Linked DNA regions of Triticum aestivum: region 2 is linked to region 1. A link is a contact called in public Hi-C data. All regions are on one chromosome and are shown on one strand. Each heading gives the region's core, a stretch centred on a gene start, on an enhancer-like site or on the middle of the called end of the contact. The rest is flanking DNA. Distances are from core to core; before and after follow the strand shown. Region 1 holds the start of LOC123047496 (probable serine/threonine-protein kinase BSK3). Region 2 holds the start of LOC123047499 (AT-hook motif nuclear-localized protein 9).

Region 1 (6,673 bases), core at 1,902-4,401:
ACTTATGTGCCCACTTTTTGTGCTAGTTTTAGGGCGTAGCAAGATAGATACTCTCACCATCGCTAGTCTAGCTAATCCGTACTCATGGTTTTAATAAAGTTAACCACGATGGTTTTGCTGAAAAACATACTCAGAGTTAACATTGCTTCGAGCTAGCTAATTAATTGTATATGATGAAAAATATATGGTGAAAAATTGACAAAGGTGTGTGTGGTTAGATTCAGAGTTGAAACCTGACGTGAGGAACCAACGTCGACGTCAGGTGTGGAAGCATGGGAGAAAACGGGCAGAAGGGTCAAGGAACACGCGTCACGTCAGTGCAGCGAAGGTCAACCGGTTAACTCCCTGAGCTAATCAATCAGAGTAGAATATCATTACGCAGCTAGCGTCGTCCGCTAACTAATTAATGCAGCTAATTAATTCAGGGGGTCGGCGGATCCCGATCGGCGCCTGAGATGGCAGGCCCCACGTTTCGCTTTCAGTATCTATCGATCGATCAATCCCAAATGGAGCAGTTTAATTAATTATACTACTAGTATATGATTGTTGATTTGATTTGACAGGGCTGGTCTGGTTATGTGCTACGTTCAGAGTACTGACAGATATGTATGGCATATCCCTCCAGCTCCGGGATCCAGCTATCGACCCATCGTTCCAGCTAGATCCACTAATCTCTGCTAGCTCGATTATTAGTTTTTCGATCTTCTTATTGTTAACACTATTGTTAACATGATTAAAACATTGAGCTGTCACAACATATCAAGATTGACGAAGTCATCCATAGACGCCTCATGGGACGTTTTCCTCCTGAAAATTCGCCGGGGCACGCAAGTGCGGGGGCACTCACCTGCCAAGCCCTTCCACCTGCTCAATTTTGCCTCGCGATTCATGAAATAGTTGAATCCTGCACGTGGACATAGTAAAAAAAAATATCCTTCAAAAAGCTTTAAGTTTCAACGATGAACTTACTGTTTTTTGCATCTAAAACTGCCTGATTTCAATAAGTTTCAAAGATATAATTTTAATCAATTATTTATGTCGGTCACAGACATAAAAAAATTGGTTTTTATCGGCCGCTTGTCTAAGTTTCAACATCGAAACTTAACATATTTTTAAAACTCGTCAGAATATATTAAAAATGGATCTTATTTCAAAGCGATACCCACAAGAAATACGGATATGAAAACATAACTTAATTTGAATGTTCTTTAAAGATATACATAGAACCTTGAAAATCCGAAGCCAAAATAGAAAACCAGCACCAGGGACATGAGTGCCTCGGCACTTAGATGCTGCAAATCCTCGTCCCGTTTTCTCCCACTAAACAAACATCGCTGAAAAGTCTGAAATAAAATCAAAAAAATACTTGCTCGAGTGCCTAAGCTTATAATTTGAACACAACTTCTTTTTTTTTTCGGAGCGTGCATGCGAGATTCCTGGGCACGGAGACCCGAGAATATCATTAGACATCGTGCTACTTTTGTGCGTACTTTACGCGCTAATTAAGGCCTTAATTTGTGCACTCGTGCAGAAACGAAAGTGGCGCGCACGCACGCACCGGTTGATGTGACCGGCCGGCCGGCCGGCCTCTCCCAGTTGCCATTTTCGAGCTAACCAATTAACCAGGCGTTCGTACGTACGTACGTACGCGCGACCACTAACGCACGCAAAAATACAGATACGCTGCAGTCTGCACAGCATCATTTCGCTCGCTGGACATATATTTTCGCGCATTATACTCCACCGGCCGTCCCTCCCACCGCCCGGTGGGCCCACCCACCGGACGGCCACTTGGCACGGCCGCCAGATCAGCCGTGCGCAGCGGCCCTGGCCTGCCCTGTCCGAGCATGCAGGCGAGCTGCCCTGCCCTGCCCTGTCCGAGATGATTGGTTGACAGCTGGACGGTGATGGAGCTGGTTCCCGTATCTCGTCCGTGCCTGCTCCTGCCACGCTGTACCGTGCACGCCAGCCTGTACGCCCGTACGCACGTAGTACGTGCAGCCAGTTAAATCGTAATCATGCGTGCGTGCGCCGGATTCTTTTCCGGCGAGCACCGTTTTCGAGGAGTGAAAAGTGAACCTTTCATCAGCGCTCGATCCATCTCATCTCAGCTTGCCATCATGCCGCACGTACGCACCAAAGAGCGAGCATTCTCCGGATAAAGATAGCTACAAAGTGAAAGCGAACCTTCTTTCCCCGCCTCGCGCCACGCCATTGTGCTTGCTCGCGAGCCGTGATTCTGAAGACCACATGCATCGTTTGGGCAAACGACATATACTACTTCCTCAGTGAATTTTTGTAGAGGTGTTGTTCTAGGTCGCTGCTTTGTCCATGTTGTATAGTGAGGACAATTCCAGCAAGAAAGAAGGGAGATAGCGAGGATAAGCGGATTGTCGAACCGCTAATCTTCACCATTTCCCCTACTTTCCTTCGCATTTTATCAACTGGTCATGCTAGAGACAAAGACAGTCTGCGGTGTCACGGGTTGTAGCAAGCACCAACGACTCGGTTCAACCGGCGTCTGCTTAGATGACGTCTAGGGAGGTGGATATGCCCCCGGTCCGGTTCATGAGGGGGCCAAAAGTCTCAGTCTTGACGTCACGTGGGTCTCGTTACACGGAATGCTCTTTTGGTAGGAGGCGACGTGCATTTTCATAAATAGCAGCGAGCGAGACGTTTCTAATGATGTCCATCCTGAAATAAATAAGAGAGGACGTCTCACTCAAATGAAGATATCTCGCTTTTCTGTTTCTGTATTTCAAATAACGATGAAATGGACAAGTAAGTCCATCCAGGAAGAACAAAATCTGTTGAAGATTTAAATTACAATTTAAAATCCAGTATGAATATCCGTTGAATCAAAGGGGCCCTCTTTGACTAGCAGGAGTATAGGAAGAAAAGCAGCGTGGGGGCAGGGCGGTGGTCACCAACGGCCTCGCCGTGCCGTTTTAGGCGCCCATTTGTTTACTGTAGTTAGCAGTACTCCTATTTAATTACTCTCCCAGTAGTGGATCAAGTACAGTACTACAAATTACCGCGCGATTAGACCCCGGGCCCACGTGCCAGCGGCACGGAGTACAGGCATGTCGGTATAAAACATTAAAACTAGTACTACTAAAAACCCATTAATAAACTGCAGCATTAGCGAATAATACCACCACCGGCTCCCACCCCCCACCCCCACCCCCAGCACAGCAAGGTGGTGGTGAGAGAGGCGAGGGGCGAGAGGGAGCGAGCGAGAGCCGAGAGAGATCCAATCCAGTCCAGCCCAGCCCAGTCCCCTCGCCCGCCGTCGCCGCCGCTTCGATTCGCTCCGGTTCCGCGCTTGCTAGCTCGCTCAGGCGAGGTAAGTTCCGGTGCGGCCTCGTCCGCTATGCTGCTGTGCTCGGCTTTGGCTCAGATCCGCGTGCGCGCGGGTCCCGCCGCCGACGACCTCCCCGGTTCTCTTCTCAGGCTGCTTGCTGCTCAGGTTGCAGGTTCGGCGGCGAGGGAGGAGGGGGATCGGAATGGGCGCGCGCGTGTCCAAGGCCACCTCCTGCTGCTGCCTCCGCGGGCAGCTCCACGGCAGCACCCGCCTCGACGACCCCGGCTCCGGTGCGTGCCCACTGCCGCTCGCAATGCTCCATGCTCGCTTGCTTCGCCCTGCTTGCTACTAGCTCTCGAGATTTTCCGCTTGCTATTTCTGGCGGCCGCCTTCCCCTTTTCCGGAGCCTGTCGGCTTCCGCGATTTCTGCTCCGCTGGCCCCCGAGATTGCCGGCGGGGGCGGGATTCGGGGGGCGGGTCTCCGATCGACCGCGCGTGCGCCGCGCCGACCGCCGCCGCATTTGGGGGCGGCTGACGATGGGTTGAGCCCAAGGGTTATTACTCGCCTCTGATTCGTTACTAGGCCCGCGGATTGGGCTGGCCAGATGGGTGGGGATCGGGGTAATCCGACCGACTGACTGACCGGGGCAGGCGGCTTTTGGTGCGCAGAGGAGGACGAGCAGGGGGAGGCGTACGAGCTGCCGGCGTTCCAGGAGTACACCTTCGAGCAGCTGCGGCTGGCCACGGCCGGCTTCGCCGTGGAGAACATCGTGTCCGAGCACGGCGAGAAGGCGCCCAACGTCGTCTACAAGGGGAAGCTCGACGCGCAGCGCCGCATCGCCGTCAAGCGCTTCAACCGCTCCGCCTGGCCCGACCCGCGCCAGTTCCTGGTATGTGCCCCACCTGTCGCCCTCGCTTCGCTTATCCTCTCTGGTAACAATGCGCGTCTGGTGGGTGTTACTAATGCTGCCTTGATGCCACTAGTTCGTTGCTGGTTAGTAGTAGTTATTGTGCTGCTTGCAATTTGAGAATGAAAGAGGATGATGTCTCTTATGATGGAGGTCGTTGATTTCTACCTGCTCCTGACCTGCGATGATATGCGCGCTTGTTAATTTACTTATCTTGCTTTTGGATGGATTCTTATGATGGCTGGCAGATGAAAGGGTGGCATCTACCAACTGTCTGGCCAGCATATTTTTCTTTTTGTACGATTATTAGATTCCAATGTTCAACCAGTGTGAGACAGCAATCAATCATTACCAGCCACTACTTGTCCCATATCCCCATCATTGTGTTCTACTAATGCTCTTGGCAAATCAACGATTCAGCATTTTTACAATCTCTATTGCGTTGCTATCATAATTGGCGTCAAATATGCTAATCTATTTGACAAGGTTGTGTATTTTCTTACTGTACTAGGTCCACTCCTTGGTCCAGTGCTTTATATGACCCTTCTGCTATCAGTCATCTCACTTTATTTTTTTTTGCTTTTAGGGTGATATCTTTATTTAGATGGCTAGTAATATGTACAAGTTTTTGCTCTGTCTGTAGCAGGACAGTGGATGGCATTTTTATGTGTCAAAAGTCGGAACAAAATCCTGTTTGTTGATACATTTTTTGCTTGACCCATACAGTTCCAGTAATTTTCTAAGATTTGCCAATATCTTTTGGGGAAATAATTATGCTTCAGGAAGAAGCTAAATCAGTTGGTCAGCTCCGGAGCAAAAGGTTAGCAAACCTGCTTGGCTGTTGCTGCGAAGGTGACGAGAGATTGCTTGTTGCAGAGTACATGCCTAACGACACACTAGCAAAACACCTTTTCCACTGTGAGTCGCCTTGCATTTCCTGGTTGTAATTATGTTTAGCGCAGTTTGTCATTGTTATCTATTATTTTTCTCAACCTTTAAGCTTAAGTACTTACAGGTTCATGATGTCGTATCTGTTAATGATTGATCTCTGTCCATGTCTAAATTTTGCAAATGAATTTTGACAAGAAATTGTTCGGATTGTTCATTTTCTAAACATTGTTCCTCATGACTGTTGGTAATTATGTTTACCACAGTTTGTTATTGTTATCTATTATTGTTCTCAACCTATAGGTTCATGATGTCGCATCTGTTAGTGATTGGTCTCTGTTCATGTCTAAATTTTGCAAATGGATTTTGACAAGAAATTGTGCAGATTATTCATTTTCTAAACATTGTTCCTCATGACTGTTGGTAATTGTTACATAATGCATAGGAGTAATAAGATTATCTGTTTTAGACACATTAGGTCATGCAACTCAAATATTACTTGAAAGATTCTCACACTTGTATTATGTCTAGTCTAGCTATCATTTCGGACCTTTAAGTGGACTGGGACCATCTGCACATTATCTTTAATGCCTTACTTGGTTAATGATGTAATATTTCTCCATTATTGTATGCATTTGACAGGGGAAACCCAAGCGATGAAATGGCCCATGAGATTAAGGGTTGTTCTCTATCTTGCTGAGGCTTTAGAATATTGCACCAGCAAGGGGCGTGCTCTCTACCATGATCTTAATGCCTACAGAGTTTTGTTTGATGATGTGAGTATCATGCAAATTGTTTTGCCAGCATGGTAAACTTTATTTATATGCGTGTTTGCTGTTGCATTGGTTGATTTATACATTGTTTACATGCTGCAGGACTGTAACCCTAGACTTTCATGCTTTGGCCTTATGAAGAACAGCCGGGATGGCAAAAGTTACAGTACCAATCTGGCATTTACTCCTCCCGAATACATGAGAACTGGTTGGTTCCTTTTTTATGTTGCTAAAACCCTATAGCTTGCTGTAGCAGTCCCAGGATGATCTTAGTAGAATCTTTCTTGTCAGACCACATCGGTACCGAGCTTTCTTGCAAAGCTGCTATGCTCTAATGATGTAGTTGTGTAGTTTGAGATTATACCTTGAGTTTATTTCTGCTTGTGGAACATCCTTAACCACTGTACAGTGGGGATGGGGCGGGTTCAACTTCCTTAATATTATGTCATAGTATAGCACCGTTTACATAACACCCTATATTAGATTCTCTGAATGTTTTTGCTTCCTAATGGTTTGATCTGTGAAGTAAATATACTAAGTAGTTGTAAATTTCAACTGGCATGGCTTACAATATGATTCGAATCCATGAATATACCTTGAGATCTTCACATGTTGTGATAATTGTAAGAGGAAAGGATCTGCATAGATCTCAAGGTTGCGATTCATGGTTGAGATAGTGTGTAGAGTCACCCTTTCATGATAGATGATATTGGCAGTTCGCCCTTTTCACAGAACCTAGGTTCAATGCTAGCTTCACAATCAAGCATGTTAACTTCTTTTGAAGATTATATAATGTTTCA
Region 2 (6,673 bases), core at 2,447-4,946, 180 kb before region 1:
ATTACTCATAAGTCATAACCCCTGCAAACTCATAGCAGATGCAATTCAATCAACACAACAGATATGGCACCTGAGTAGTTTCTCTTGGTCATAATGTGTGCATAAAGAATACACTTCACCTGCTTACTAGACAAGCTGTGGAACTTCACCCGTAGCTAGCTGCTCAAGAGCATGGCTTCTCAGGTAGAGGCTTATACTATGACTGAATTTTTTTTAAGTCGTATTTTCATCCTTTCATAAGACAAAGTCCCTAGAAGTTGAACCTGGTCAACAGTTTGCTTCCCATCAAACAGAGATTACAGAAACCGTTCTGTGTTTGGATCCACTATTCAAGTTGAGCTAGTTTTCAGATTGGAGACTGGAGTCAACGTTGGGGCTAAATAGCGGTAGAAGAGAAATACACATTTTATGTTAGGCTTATACTCTTTACGGTGAATCATAAATAAATTGTATGACAAGATGTGCCATTGTGCAGGCCAAATAACTTGCAGTATACTTTTGTCTTCAATCTTCATTTATCTTTGAAATGCTTTCTGCTGCGATCAGGATTGGAGATATTGGCGTTCCCTTGCAATCAGTTTGCCGGGCAGGAACCAGATAGTGATGAGAAGATTGTGGAGTTTGCTTGCAATCGCTTCCAAGCAGAGTTTCCTATTTTTCGCAAGGTTTATCCAGCGGAAAAAATGCCTTTCTATTTTCTGTGTGTGTGTGATAGCTTCCAAACACAAATGCATTTATTTTCGATCTAAACATTTCTGAGTTGGCAACAGGTCGACGTGAATGGCAACAATGCTGCCCTGCTGTACAAGTTCTTGAAATCAGAGAGAGGCGGTCTATTTGGAGAGCGTATCAAATGGAACTTCACCAAGTTTCTAGTTGACAAAGAGGGGCACGTCATGAACCGATACGCACCGACCTGGTCCCCACTCGGCATTGAGGTGATGCTCTAACTCAACAGTTCATATTCCATATTGTTCGTCTCCACCAGCATGGTAATTCATCTGCTGAATGTTTTCGCCTTTCGCAGAATGACATCAAGAAGCTGTTGGAGGTTTGAGGTATCTCCAGGGAAGATCATGCGGCGGCGTGTCATGTGTATGTGTCATTTGTTCTTTTCGCTACTGTATGTGTGTGTACACTTGCTCTATCAAGAGTAACCCCAGTCTGTTGTATGCTACTCTGTTTTCTACACGGTGAAATAATTTCCCCAAAATTACAAACAAAATATATTGATGCAACAAAACACAGCCTGGAGAGTAATCTCTAAGAATGATCTCAAAAACCGAATGGGCTATTTCAAAGTATACATTTGGTATTCTTTTTGGGAACAGAAAAATCTCTCGAGAGATGGAAGTGTCGACAAATATGAGCTATCCTCTAGAAGAGTTGATATCAATGCTGGAACTTCTCGTGTCAAATATCCCAGAGCCAGGCCACCCTCCCGTCGATACAACGGAGGGCGGCGACGTTAGGTTTTGGTTATGTCCTGAGCTGGGCGACGCCACGTCTGGCCCAGCGCCGGTGAGCGAGTCGGGACCAAAGGCCGGCGGTTTCGCGGCTTTCTTGGACTTTGATTTGGACCCTGCTTGCACAAAAGTCCCTAGTACCACCTGCACATGCCAAACAGAATTATTAACTTCTATGCTGTATGATACCCCTATCTGTTTATTAGGAACAAAATAAAGTAGATGCTGTTAGATGGGTCACATGGGTGTATCTTTTCAGTTGAAGTCTGGTAGACTGCTGTTACCTGCACAGTACTGGCAGCTACCAATGCTCCACCCAGAACACCTCCAATGATATGCCTCTCCTGGCTGCAGAGCGTGACGCTGATCCCGTCGGTTTGATTTTGCTGGCCCTCGTTCAGATTGTAAGAGCCGGATAAACTCAAGATTTCATACAAACCCTACAAAACAAATGCCCATCATGGAGGGTTACATACAGGTCTCAGGTGCATCAGTTCTTTGATTTGTTCCCTAACCGTATGTAGGTTGGTCGCCTACCTCGTAAATGGCAGAATTGTTGTAGGAAGGAGGATGATCTGCCGGGTGGCGGAGGACGGCCCTGGAGACAGACCCCATCGCCGAGAGCACGCACACCGCCCTCGGCGACTGGCTCGCGAATGCCGCGATCTTGCCCGCGACATCCTGTCAAAACGATTGTTACGGTTCTGTCTGTCAGTTCAGTGAGCTGCAACAGGATAACAGAGGAATTTGTTGGGGAATTCTGGTGGGTATGTTACAGTTTGCATTGTGTGCATACCTCTGAAGGAGATGCTGTGATGATGTGGGGAGTGAAGCTCGTTCCAGCTGAACCGGGGAACGCATTGCCTGGACAAAATAGCGATTTTCAGAGGAATTAATTTTCTTCATTGTGATTTCAGTGAACTTCAGGCTATGCTGTGACAGTTCAAGTTTTTTTTTTTTTTTTTTTGCTACGTCTCCAAGCCCAAATCAGACTTCAGAGTGTCAGGAAAACTTTGCATAAAAACCAGCAGCCTACTAGAACAAATGATTTCTAAGATGGCAGCAACTGATAAGAAAATTGAGCTAGGTGATACTCTGTTAAAATCACCAAAAATCAACATTACAGATATTCTTTTGACAATTGGCAGGCAGCAGACTGGAATTTGGTAAAAATCTGAATTTAATCGCCTTGAGTTGGACAGTGTATATATAATACTATTCAGAGTTTACAAAAAATAAATGAAATTCAGAATTGGGTGTGTATATATATATACTGACCGGAGGGTTTACTGGTTGGGGAGGAGAGCTTCTTCCCGGTGCCCGGCGGCCGGCCGCGCTTCTTCTTCTGGGCCGCGTCGTCGATTCCGCCCGCCATGCCCTGTCCGGCCATCGACCCCATCCTCTGCTGCGGCGCGCCCATCATCTGATGATGCTGATGCTGCTGCTGTTGCGCCGACGACGAGGACATGTGGTGCTTCATGGCGCCGTCGGGCCCGTACTTGCGCGGCCTGCCCCGCTTCCGCTTGACGGGCTCCGGCGGCGGGCTGGCGACCGGCATCGTCCCCCCCGAGCCGGAGACGGAGCCGCCGCCCATGCTGTTGTGCTGCAGCATGGAGGAAGGGGATGTGGCGTTGTCCATGCTGAACTGCATGGCGGCGAGGGAGGAGGCGCCGCCGCCGCCGATGGACTGGAGGATGGCGGTGGGGCTCATGCTCATGTTGGGCATGGGGCGGATGACGGAGTGCATCCCGGCGAGCGAGGACGGGCTATGCTGCCCCCCGCCGCCGCCGGTGCCGCCGAGCATGCGGAGGTGCTGCTGCGGCTGCTGCTGGCCGTAGAATGGCGGCAGGTCGGACGGTGCGATGAGGTCTTTGCCATCCATGCATGGATCACCGCTTCCCCCGAGGTCGCTCAGGCGTGAAAACCAGCCGCCCTCGCCCTGATCATTCACGAACAGTATCGGTCACCTCCGGCCGAGCGCCGAGCGAAGCTCCCTCCGGCGCGGGCACCACCGGAAAAGGAAGGGGGGAGCTGGAGGAGACGGGACGCGCCACCGGACGAGCAGCTGGATGGATCAGGAGGAGGAGGGGGAGGAGGAGGCAATGATGGGAGGGAGATAAGATGACGCGGTTGGCCTACATGCACGCACGCACGCGCAAGCGGGCAAGTAGCTAGCCAGCCGCTTGGACGTGTTTGTCAGCCAGGATGGAGGATGGGCACAGCACCGCCGATGGATCGATCGATCGATCGCCGATGGATGGATGGATGGATGGATGGAGGACGGCAGGCAGACGGATAGGCGAGTCGAGGCGAGGCGACACATCCGTCCCCGCGGCGGTGCCGATAAGATTTCCGTTCCGTTGCTTTCGCCCAACGAAAAGGCCGCCATAGCTTTCGTCGGGCGCGCGGCATCGTCCATCGACAGACACCACACGCCCCATCCATCCATCCATCCATCCGCTAGCTAGCTAGCCGCTGCGTGGGGTGGGGTGGGGTGGGGTGGCATGTCGCTGCCCGCCCGCTCGATCCCGGCCCCCGCTCTACAGTAGTCCATGGAATAGCCCCGGGCCCGCCTGTCATGTGTTGTGTCAAGCAACTTGCTCTGTGCTCCTCGAGAAGATATTTTTCGCCTTTGTTCTTTCTGTCACAAGTAACAGTGCGCCCGTCGCCTTCGTCGATCGCACCGCCTTGTTACGCACAATTATGAAATAACAAAGAATACGCATATTGGAATGTTTACGAAGTACCCCCTCCCCGGTAAAGAAATATAAACGCGTTTAGATCAAGTGTTCGAAGGCATGTGACTAAACAGGAATCAAGGTGGAGGAGAACCGCTCCGAAGATTAGACCGCCACACATGCATGCTATGCCATGCAATCAACAATATTTTCGAACATAAGCCTAATATCACCTTGTCATTCTAAATCACGGTCAGTCGTTGTCGATAACATGGTGATGACGACTCTTACAGAGAATGATCGCGCTAACACCCCTCCCCCTCCCCCTTGTTGCGTCCATGCCTCCATGGCGGATTTGGAAGGAGGAGGTGCTGTTGCATGGTCCTCTTGGGCCCACATGACTACCACCTAATGGGCTTCTTTCTCATGGGCCTTGAAGCTTTTTTTTACCTTTTATTTAGGTACGTCTTCTTTGATTTGTTGACCATGGCTAGTTTCTTAGACTTTCGGTGACTTGATTTGACTTTGATAGTTTGCCATGTAGATTCCATATAGGGCTAAGCACTATCTCATAGGTAGGATAGTTATTCTTGCAGTATCAATGTTCATTTGATCGAGACTGGTAGCGTTTGACCGGTTAATTATTTTATGGGTGCAAGTACCAAAACAACCGTTTAGACCAGGCAAAAACGACAATACAAGCATTTTTTTGTTGTTTTCCTAAAAACAGACATCTAGGCCCGTAATTTACACTCGTAATACATCAACATAATCAAGAATTGCTAGGTGCGAGTTCCATCGAAATTCATCTCCCTCTTGTGTATTAGCTCAACATTAGCAAAGGCGGTGGAGTATCTCCTTTCACACCACTAATTTCTAGTCGTTCAAGTCCCAACGAAATGAAACTTCTAGCGGAGAATTATAGAACATTTATTTCGCGCACAATATTGAACATGCTGTTGCATTAATTGGTCCGGAGTGGTGCATTTCCTAGCAACCAAAACTCCCATTATATTTGGAGTGTTGTCTTTGATCTTTTTTCCTTGCTATTGGAAGGAGTATTTGAGCTTGATTCCCTCTTTCCTTTAGCTACCGTACAAGCTTTGCCTAGACTGGACAGTCACAACACCCCCATCTTCTGGGATTCTAGTGTGGGTCATCTACCAAAAAGTTCAAGTTATATATGAAATATGGTGGCTATTGAGAGAGACTTTAGAACTGTAGTTACAAATGCCTAGAACAAACCTGTGAGTGGTAAAAGTTCTAATCACCACCTAGAGAAGTAAAATTAGGAATATTAGAAAAGCCATTAAAGGTTGGAGTTGCAACATAGAGGATGGACTTAGAAACCTCAAGAAGGATATGACGTTGGAGTATGATAGTCTTGACATCAAAGCTGAAACTATTGCACTCTCTCCTGAGGAGTTGGATAGATTGAAACATATAGGTTAGGGATGAACAAAATTAGGTTAAAGCATAGTGGACGGCTAAATCGTGCAGAGAATGTCAAGAGAGGTTTGGGGTAGACCGAATTTGACATGGGAGGAGTCCGTAAAGAGAGATCTGAAGGATTGGAGTATCACCAGAGAACTAGCTAGGTACAGGGGTGCGTGGAAGCTTGCTATCCATGTTCCCGAACCATGAGTTGGTCACAAGATCTTATGGGTTTCACCTCTAGCCTACCCCAACTTGTTTGGGACTAACGGTTGTTGTTGTTGTTGTTGTTGTTGTATGAACAAAATTTGGTTAAAGAAGAAACTAAGGCTAGACAAAGATCCAGAGATAGGGATATCAAGGAGGGTGATAAGAACACTACTTACTTCTGTGCACTAGCTAACCAGAGGAGGAGGAAGATGCTGGTTCATACTCTCCAAGGCCCTAGTGGTCCTATTATTAAAACTAACAATATGCTTTTAGTAGCACTAGACTATTACACAAAGTTATTTAGTAAAGAAGATATAATAGGTTTCTCAACAACGAATGACCTTTTCCAAGATGCTGAGCCCTAACTAATGAGGAGAATAGGATGCTTGATGCTCCTTTTTCCCGAAGAAGAGGTTAAGCGGTCTTTGAATAATATGCTGATGGGGTCATGCCAAATGGGATTCCCTTCCTTTTCTACCAGCACTTTCGGGATTTCGTTAAGTTAGACTTAATGGCCATGTTCAAAGATTATTGTGAGGGAACTCTAGATATCTATAGGATCAAATTTTCCATGCTTGCCATGATGCCTAAAGAGCCATCGGCTATCACTATAGAAAAGGTAGGCCATAAGTCTGTTGGGGAACGTAGTAATTTCAAAAAAAATCCTACGCACGCAAGATCATGGTGATGCATAGCAACAAGAGGGGAGAGTGTGTCCACGTACCCTCGTAGACCAAAAGCGGAAGCGTTAGCACAACGCGGTTGATGTAGTCGTACGTCTTCACGATCCGACCGATCAAGTACCAAACGCACGGCACCTCCGAGTTCTTGCACACGTTCAGCTCGATGACGTCCCTCGAACTCCGATCCAGCCAAGCTTTGAGG

Evidence for each region. Hi-C and Micro-C count contacts between places; a contact is called where the count stands out from the background.
Region 2: a Hi-C map of leaf shows a contact between it and region 1, with 2.0 times the contacts expected there. The contact joins the promoter of LOC123047499 here to the promoter of LOC123047496 in region 1. A contact is called at or near these places in 2 of 5 Hi-C or Micro-C datasets (both in leaf).

The regions. Positions count from the first base shown.
Region 1 is chr2B:796,050,899-796,057,571 of IWGSC CS RefSeq v2.1, reverse strand. LOC123047496 (probable serine/threonine-protein kinase BSK3) reads left to right here and starts at 3,151. Exons shown (of 12, transcript XM_044471068.1): 1 at 3,151-3,346; 2 at 3,470-3,594; 3 at 3,974-4,194; 4 at 4,995-5,130; 5 at 5,743-5,876; 6 at 5,976-6,081. The coding sequence starts at 3,507.
Region 2 is chr2B:796,233,122-796,239,794 of IWGSC CS RefSeq v2.1, reverse strand. LOC123047499 (AT-hook motif nuclear-localized protein 9) reads right to left here and starts at 3,696. Exons shown (of 5, transcript XM_044471070.1): 1 at 2,745-3,696; 2 at 2,263-2,330; 3 at 2,004-2,147; 4 at 1,751-1,906; 5 at 1,203-1,610. The coding sequence starts at 3,348. The coding sequence ends at 1,371. It overlaps LOC123047500 (probable phospholipid hydroperoxide glutathione peroxidase), which reads left to right. Exons shown (of 6, transcript XM_044471071.1): 4 at 547-665; 5 at 771-938; 6 at 1,028-1,220. The coding sequence ends at 1,057.